2 separate regions of the Mus musculus genome follow, and region 1 is linked to region 2. A link is a contact called in public HiCAR-type data. All regions are on one chromosome and are shown on one strand. Each heading gives the region's core, a stretch centred on a gene start, on an enhancer-like site or on the middle of the called end of the contact. The rest is flanking DNA. Distances are from core to core; before and after follow the strand shown. Region 1 has its middle 45 kb from the start of Gm30808. Region 2 holds the start of Tcerg1l (transcription elongation regulator 1-like).

Region 1 (4,505 bases), core at 1,285-3,784, 260 kb before region 2:
CATGAACTACTGAGAGAAACTACTGTATTGGGTCAGCCTGTTCCAGGGAGTATGGGGACCTGGTGTAATTAAAGCCTGTGTTCTCATCCCATGAGTCTTCCTTGGCCATAGAGCACTTGATCAGCCTCATAGAAACATGACATCACAGTTTGGTCTTTCCATGCATGATTGACAGTCTCAACAACCAATGGGAAGCCTTTCCTCTTGCAACTTCTCTTCCCTGGTTCTCAGGGCTTTCCCTGCTGAGGGGACAGAGAAAAGTAGTGTGGGGGTGGTAGGCTGTGCACAGACAGCCTGGTCCCGGTCGAGTAAAGGTCTGGAACCTTGGAGCTCCAGTGGGCGGTGATTTCCACCTGCATGGGACCATGCCTCCTGGGTACCTGGCTCCTGTCACGTAGCTACAGCCTCCCACAGCCCATGTCACTATATAGCATCTGAGGTCTGTAGTTCTTGCTGTAGCTGCCTCTCATGATTCCTCTGATATATTTTAAAACTGCCTTGATTATGACTTCATGTGGTGTTTTACTATAAAACTTCATTAAACTACTTCCATGCAGGACATGGAACCCGGGATAGCCTAGTTCTGTCTCCTAGGCCATAGCCACCCATGTTTGGCTTCATAATAAACTATCCTTTATTCTCTCTGGGACAAGAGCCATGGTTTTGTGTTGACACTTGAAATACCGCCCCCATCTGCTACAGGGAAAACAGAGACACTGGCCAGTGGTGAGACACAGCTATATCAGGTTCCCGTACCAGTGTTTCCTATAAACAGTACATAGGGTTGACATAGTTGATTATAAAAGAAATGATTATCCAAATGGTTAATATTTCAAAAAGTCACAAATATTCTCCAAAATAAGCGATTTTGTTAAACCCTAATTTGTATTTTTATGGGAAAGCTTTCTCTGTTGTCCCAGGATCAGAGCTTTGGTAGTGGGTGATCGGGAGGCAGTGATGGAGACGGGCTAGAGCTGGGCACTGGGCCAGCCTGTGTTGGTTTCTTTTGGAGACTTTGGACCACAGGAAGCGGGACTCTGAGTAAGTGGTAAGGTGCTTTGTTTTCTTCCAGCTCTGCCTTTTGGAAAGAGACCCTAGTGCTCCCCTCCCTTTACCCTAGTGCTCCCCTCCCTTTACCCTAGTGCTCCCCTCCCTTTACCCTAGTGCTCCCCTCCCTTTCTCAGACTGGCTTAGCCAAGCTCTGCGCTTGTGACTGTTTATGTGACTGTTTACTGTGTTCACTGTCCAAAGAGATTAATTAAAAAATGTGCAGACTTCACATCTCCCACACTGGGAAGGCATTTTGCATTCATTGTCTGTTCCCTTTCAGCACTTGTCCAGGTCTCTCCCCTCCCATGTCTGAGGTGAGCCCGGGCCACTCACAGGTAGGAGGGGAGCAGCAGGCTGAGTAGCTTCTGTTTCCAACTGAAGCAGTGCACTGGGGCTCTCTCAGCACTGCCCACTAAACCTGCCTGAGTGGTGTGTGGGTGTCATTGGCAGCCACAGGAGCACAGCGATTCCTTCCCAGGCCTGGGTGAGGACTTCATTATTATTCCAAGGCTGTGAAGAGACCTTGGTGTTCACCAGTGTGGTGGCACATATTTTTAATCCCAGTATTAGGGAGGCAGAGGCAAGTGGATCTCTGAGTTCAAGGTCAGCTTGGTCTACATGGCTAGCTCTAGGTCAGCCAGGGCTACAAAACGAGACCCCTGGGGGAGGGAGAGAGAACTTGGTGCTATGGGCTGCATATAGCTCAGCAAGGCAGAGAAATTGCTACTTATGAAAAGTAAAACTGTCCTGTGTTTTGCAAACACTGACTATGCATTTTAAATCTTGGCTCCATGAAAAATGTTCATCGTTGAAAATAAAGTGAGCCGTGCTTCTAACCGTTCCCACTGGCAGCTTAAGCGAGCTGATTCCTACCTGGGTTGCAAGGTTTCGCCTTTCCCTTTAGGAGTCGCCAGCCCCCGTTCTGGACTCTGAACAACCCCGCTGTGCTTCTTAACCTTGTCTGGATGTTTGGAGGGATCTCAGCTTTACTAATAGCCAGTAGTCTGTGGTAAACAGATACTATGGAGCCCTGAACTCACATTGTGGCACTCATCCTTTGTGTCACTGGCCCCCTCCCTAGCCCTTTGAGAGCCAGCCGCACCCATGACCTGCTTCCAGCCTAGAGTTTGGTGGGGTTGTTGGGAGGGGCTGCACAGCTGTCTTATTGTGTGAGAGGCCCTTTGATAGAAGTTCTGAGATTTTCCTGCGGACTTGGTTACGGTGGGCATGGAGGAAAACCAATGGTGGGGACCTGAGAAAGATTTTGGGAAGATTTCAGTCAGGAGGAGATGGATGTGGAAGCTCTTGGTGAGGAAGTAGGAACTGGAGCAGCCTGAGTCTGGAAGGCCATTCCTCTGACAGTCTAGAGAATGCCTGCCCCAGGTTAACTCCAGCAAGACCTGAGTGGGGAGCCGGACATGCTGAGTGAGACCAGGCTCCTGGCCAACAGGGCAGGTTTTGTTTCAGGCTGCCAAGTGTGGTAATTCTGTTTGGCCTGCAAAGCCAGCATACCTCCCTGAAGGAGGTTTAACACAGGCAGGGGACAGTGCACCTCGCAGCCAGCCTGAGGTATTGCTGAGTAGGCTTTTTGTTCATCCACTAGACTATGGGGCTGTCCCAGTGCCAAGTGGGAGGACCTCTGGGGTCCCAGTTCACTGCTCAGGGAGAGTCACTGCAGCTCTTCCATAGCTCGGTTCATTGTCATGTGATAGGGCTGCTGAGACCCTGAGGCGCAGAAAGGCCAGGGCGCACCTGAAGCTCGCAGTACCTAGCTGGAGTCAGTTTGTCTCAGGTATCTCTGGAATCTACTGGGCAGCATGGCAAGGTGAGCTCCGGGAAAATGTCACTCCCTGCAGGAAAGCAAGGCGCTGGAAAGGTTCTTCAGCCACGCCTTGTTCTTCCAGGCTAGCTTGATCCTCTGACTATGGGGGAGGGGTTAGCCTTCCTCACTGGTCACCCTCTACCTCCAAGCTGATTTCCCAGCAGGCCTTTCACTAGGCTAAGGTGACAAGGCAATAGAACTGTGGAATTAGATGTTTAGCTCATGCTGGGAGTCTCAGTGACAAACATTGGTTGACATTTATTCCTCTGCATAGAGGGCAAATTGAGAGTCAGTGTCCCTGCATGACCGACTGCCTTCTGCCTTTCCTCACATCCGCTTTTGAGGACATGACCAAGGATAGGTTTGAAAGCTTTTCTCACTGTGGATTCAGATACCAGCATCAGGGTTTCTGCACACCACTCTAGTGATTGGTGTTAACCAAGCATAAGGCTCACAAGTGCTACTCTGGATATTGTAGAAAGAACAAATAGGAATGGGCCCTAGGCTATTTGTCTGGACAGAGATGAAGGTCACAGGAGTTGGGATGTTATTTGTAAGCATGTGGCATTCTAGGGACACAGGGACAGAGTTGGTGCGCAAACACTAGCCTGTGCGATTAGTGCCAGTAATTCACAGTAACCAATGTTTGTCTAAGACCCTTGATTAGTAGCTAGTGGGGCTCATGCAGGCCTGGCAGAGCTGGGTGAATGCACATGTGTTTGCCAAATGTCTATGTCACAGTGAACTGAATTCAGGACACCACCACTAGACTCTCACCTGCGACAGTGACTTCCATTCTGCTTGAATTTTGGAACCATGATTCTTAATGTTGCTGAGGTGACAAGGGCAGTCATTGTACCTGGCTTCTGAATCCAAGGAAGAGTGGCTCACATTCTACATGCAGCCCCCTCCCCTTGCATCCGCTGATCATGAGAGACAGTGAAGCTGCTTATGGGGCAGTTCTGTAGACTCCTTGCTCACTGGTAATGCTTCCTGCATAGTCCTCTCAGGTATCACCCAACTTCTAGTGACAGAGAAAAGTCACACTAGAAATCCACCTTTCAAAATATTTCAAAGGGAGGAGCCTTCAGCCTTTAACATAATCCTCACTAGTGGTGACTGGAGTGGAGAAAGAGACACACAGCTCTCATCGGTTCTCCTTGAACAGCGTGGGATGCACACAGAATGAGTACCATTTATTAAGTCAACAATCATCCCCAAAACTGTCCAAAAGGAACAGTTCAGAGTACCTCTCTCTGAATGGCTTCTTACTGTTTACCAAACCCCTTAGGAGGAGATCTGGGCTGGGATGGAAGTGGAGCTCGGATGTCCTGGTAGGGAGGCTGATCTGGAAGGTAATTGTTCTGATTGGATGACTGGACTAGTAGTGAGTGTTCTGGTGTTATGGGGATGAGGTAAGGGCATCCCAGTAGAGTGACAAGGATGGGTCTGTCCCCATTAGAGTCATATGTCTTATCAGGTTCAGCAGTCCCCTGTTCCTAGGATTGTCTCTTCTGAGAGTGGGAGCCATCGCCAGGAAGGCTTCCCATGTGACATCTTTAGATAGTTGGTGTCCCATGAGTAGCTATTTCAGGAGCCAGCTGTGAAGATGAGCTGCAGATCTGAAGAACAA
Region 2 (4,478 bases), core at 1,567-4,066:
TCCCTAGCATCCTCTATTATTTCTCCCTGAAAGATGATACACAACTCAGAACTCATTAGTATCCGAGGATAATTAGCCTGTTTTCCTCCTTCTGTGGATGGCCCGCTTACACAGTGTTCTGTTTCACCTTCACTGAAATGATTGTTGGTTTGGTCTAAATATAAAGGACAGCTTTTGGCTGTCAGGATAGTTGGACATAAACCCTCTATAAAGCAAACTCCCCACTGACTTTTGTTGGAAGATGCATAGCACACATGCATTTAATGAGGTGCCATTTTCTGCCCCACGTAGGCAAATCCCCTAAAGTGCTGACCAGTAAGCAGATACAGATAAGTCCACTGCACCCCACATCTCCTAAGTGGGTAGCTTAAGATCAAAGAGGGCTGGTCTGCTGGCTTCTGACCTTCAGCTAATGCTGCCTGACTTGATGGTAGTATCCGCCTGTACCACCCTTATAGTTCTTATCTCTTTGACCCTTAAGCCATCCTCATGACACACAAGTAATCTTCACAGGAGTGATCATGGAGAATCCTCTTAAATAACCAGGAAGCCCAGGTGCCCAAGAGGAGAACTCACATCCTCCAGGGTATAAAGTTGTTCCTGGATTATATGGGGGCTGAGGCAAAGGCTGGGGAGTCGATGAAATGAGAACCTGAAGGAGGATTTAAACTCCCTTGAGCCTCCTCATAGCAATTAACTAGTGGGAGCTGTTTTTTTTTTTTTTCCTTTTTTCTGTTACTCAGACTCCAGCACAGAGCATGATGTAGAAAAGTGACTCCAATATTGAGATCCTTGGATAGTGTTGAGCCTCTGACAGTTGACAGAAAAAGAGGAGTGTGACCATTGGAGGCTCTTTGAGCCTGCTCTCTCTTTTGAGTCAGGAAGTGCCCAAGGTGTCAAGGCCTTTGAACACCAGCCCAGACAGGAACTTAACCTTTAGCCAAGTTGCCTAGCAGAGGCCTTGAGTGAGAACCGGTGTAGAAGCCCCCCAGGATGGTAAGTACCCACAGATTTGGGGTGACTCCCTTCCTTCACTCCAGGAGCTAGAGGTGCTGCAGGCCTAAAACTTTGCTTTGCTGAGAGTACACACAACCCAGACAAGGCCACTGGGAATCTTCTATGCCCCCAGGTCACACCATGAAGGAATGAATGGACCCTGTTCTACTTCTCTAAGAATACAGCTTTGCACGCGCAAGCTCTCGAGGGGGGATGGGGGGAATTAGTCTACCTAGCAACTGGCACAACATCCCAGTTTGAGTGGGAGCCTAGAGAGCAAGATGGCCACATAACATCACCTGTGTACATACAGAAGTGCAGCCTCCAGTGGATGATACCACTGCTCCAATCTGCGAAGCTTTGGGGCTTTACATGGGAAATAATCTTGTCAGTACTTTGGCATCCAAGAAAGGGAAAACCTCACAAATTGTAAGTGGTTTGGGTGGAGAGAAGTAGCGATGTGCCAGCTATGTAAATCAGCATATGTTGAGACAAAAAGAAATTGTGACAGGTCAGGAGGAAGTTAGAAAGGTAGGCAAACCAGGAAAACGAGGAAGCAACCCTACCTAGAAACTGATTGGAGCCAAGTGGGTGCTTCTATTTCTACCAGGAGGGGCTGCGAACGGGGTGAAGGGTGGTGAGTATGTGCCTGACCTAGGTGTGTCTTTGGATGTAGCTGTGCGGACTGCACTTTCCCGCCGTCAGGCAGGCTTCATTGGCAAGCTCCTGCTTGGTACCAGAAGTTGGATGCCTAGGGTTTCAGGTTCTTTAGCACGTGACAGTCTGTGCCCTGCCGCCGGCACAAACTGTCTAGGACTGGACTGGGGCTGGAAGCCGTTACCAGTTGATGTCAGAGGATCTGATGGAGAAGACCTGGCATTGGACCAGTCTACCCAGTGTTCTGCGCAAGCTAGGTCAGCACAGGGGCTGGGACCAGCGCCGCCTGGCGGAAACTGCTTGTGATCAGAGCGAAGCCTGGCTCCGCCGGCTTAGAGAAAGGAAGCTCCGCGTGGAACGAGTGGAGCAAGAGATTCTTTGACCCAGACACTTCTTGCGGCACAGCAGCTTATGGCGAGGCATGAAGGAACTCAGTCCTGTGCCCGGAGGGATTAAAAACAAGTTCACCGAGGCCAAGCCCTCTAGAAGAAGTCACTTGTGTTGTGCCTTGCATCAGAGAGAGGGTAGAGGTTGGGAGTCTGTGGGTTAAAGCAGAGGCAAAGGAGGGCGCTGAAGCCAGCAGATAGCCAGAAAGGACTTTAGACCCAGTACTAAAAATTCGGGTTTCCTGGCACAGTGAACCTCTAGAGACTTGGGAAAATATTTTGCATATTTATCCAAGAGAGAAATCGACCCATGCCTAGAAGGGTCCGGGACTCAGCTGGCGTCAACGTCTGCAGTCTAGTATTCCCTCTGGGCCCTGGGCCCTAGACTCACTTTAAATCAGGTAGATCACGCCGGGGCCGCCAGCTCCGCGAGTGGCGGGACCTGCCCGGTTCCAGCGCAGCCACCTCGGCTTCAGCTTGCCATTAGGATCGCAAGCGGGGTCTGGAGCCCCTGGACCCTCCGTGCGCACCGTCAGCTAGAGCAATTGGCCACCAGTAGCGACAACGGAGTGGGCTAGGGATCACAGTAGAAAAAAAATCAGCCGGCTGGGTTGGGAGCACCCCATCGTGCCGCGCTGTGTCCCCGCCTCGGGGGTCCGGATCTGTGGGCGGGGACTGGGGCCCCGCCAGGCCCGGGGCTGGCGCGGGCAGGAGGAGGGGCTCCAGAGCGGGCCAGGGGCGGAGCGAGCGGCCGCGTCGCGCAACCAAGTGAGTTCGCTCCGAAGCCCGCGCCGCCGCCGGCCCGCACCTCGGGCGCCCGCCGCCCCCGCCGCCGCCCGCGCGGGGGTGTAGGATGCTGGCGGGCGCCAGGCTCCAGCGGCGGCGGCGGCAGCTACAGCAGCCCCAGCAGCCCCGGTGGCGGCAGCCTCTCCCGTGGCCGATGAATGCAGACCCACCGCCACCGCCCTGGGTTTGGATGGTCCCCGGCACCGCCGGGCTGCTCCGGCTTGGCGCCGGGGTCGCGCCCCCGCCGGTGCTGTTGGCCTCGGCGCAGCCTGCCTCCGCCCCGTTGCTCCCGCGGCTGCCGGGCTGGCCAGCCCCGGGAGAGCCCCTGCTGCCCCTGCTGCCGCTGTCCTCTGCGCCAGACCACGCCGCCGTGCACCATTATCCCCTGCTCCACGGACAGGTAACGGCTCCAGCCCTGATCCCACCCAGGCTCGGTATTGCGGGTCCCTTCCTATCCTGGGGCTGCCCTGACCCTCGGGTTGGCTCTTCTCCGTTCCTGGGTTGTCCTGGGTTCTCCATACCATCAGGACGCAGCCGCGCATTCATACATTGGCAAGAAAGTTCATGCTTCGACGTCCGGTTTTGCTTTGGCAGTCTTTTTTTTTTTCCCCAATATTTTCCCCTGGCTCTCATTAGACCGCCCTAGATCCCGCATCCCTGGCTGAAGCCAAACAGCCTGGACCCAACTTTCCCCGGCGCCGGGCGCTGTCCAGAACGCGGTCCTGAAGTCGCTGCCTCCAAGCAGAGCGCTGCAGCCAACAACCGTGGCTGCCATCGCCTCGAAGTTAATACTTTTACAGTCTCCACCAGACTTGAAAGCAAGCTGCAGATCAATAGCTATTTCTGATTCTGATCTGGTCCCCCTACTCCTTCACATAGATTCAGGGCAGTGCTTAAGAGAATTCCAGCCACGGAAGGCAGCCTGGAAATCCTGCCATGAAAGCGTCTTGTGTGGGGAATTCCTCTCCTGCCCTCTGAATTCCCTCAAGCCAGATCCTACTTTAGAAGAGTTTGGCATGCAGAGACTGGAACAGCAAAGAAAAGTGACTGCACCTTTGATTGATGGTGTCGTGGTGCAACCTTTCTCCTGGCTTCGGCCAAATTCCTCGTTCACTATCTGTGCGAGTGAGTTTGAATGCAGGAATAGCTTGCATTTCACGCCGAAACGGATACCATTAGCACATTCAAATGAGCATTTTGTCACAATATACCTTTTCATTATTTTAGCCCGGTACCACCTTGTGACTTTTTTTTACAAGACGTCATGAAACTCCCCGTAAGCTATTCCTTAGACTTAACGATGCAGATACATGCTGTACTGGGCATCCTATCTTGATGTGTGATACACATAGTAGTCAGCTTTATTGGATAAGCTCTGCTAGCTTTTGCCATGTTTAGGAGGGTTGCCATTTCAGAGTGTTACCACTAGAGGTACATAATGTCAAGAAATCCCCCAAAAACACCCTGTATAAATAATTTTTTTAAAAAAAATTTCAGAAAAAAAATCTTAGCATTAGTCTTTTGAATATTGCTGCTATTCACTATCCAAATAAGGATAGGGAGAATCAGAAAGCTATTTTTACATATAACAAACAAACAAACAAAAAATGTGACTTTGAAACAGTAGCCACTGAGTGTTCCCCCACCTCAGCA

Evidence for each region. HiCAR-type assays count read pairs that join an accessible place to other places.
Region 1: a contact with region 2 is called in a HiCAR-type map of kidney, with 4 times the contacts expected there. The contact joins the enhancer-like site here to the promoter of Tcerg1l in region 2. A contact is called at or near these places in 7 of 39 promoter capture datasets (cranial neural crest, embryonic stem cells, hippocampal neurons and 2 more), 1 of 484 Hi-C or Micro-C datasets (CD4 T cells), 6 of 115 datasets of contacts at active chromatin or transcription factors (SST interneurons, embryonic forebrain, embryonic stem cells and 2 more) and 1 of 9 other capture datasets (embryonic stem cells).

Annotation. Positions count from the first base shown.
Region 1 is chr7:138,654,205-138,658,709 of GRCm38.p6, reverse strand. No RefSeq gene overlaps it. Among named protein-coding and RNA genes, the nearest start is that of Gm30808, 45 kb to the left of the region's middle. Within about 2 kb of position 2,534, at least 9 of the 459 cell types and tissues checked have an H3K27ac peak or open chromatin away from gene starts, as enhancers often do. A contact at or near this core is called in kidney, where this site is marked.
Region 2 is chr7:138,396,068-138,400,545 of GRCm38.p6, reverse strand. Tcerg1l (transcription elongation regulator 1-like) reads left to right here and starts at 2,816. Exons shown (of 12, transcript NM_183289.3): 1 at 2,816-3,225. The coding sequence starts at 2,893.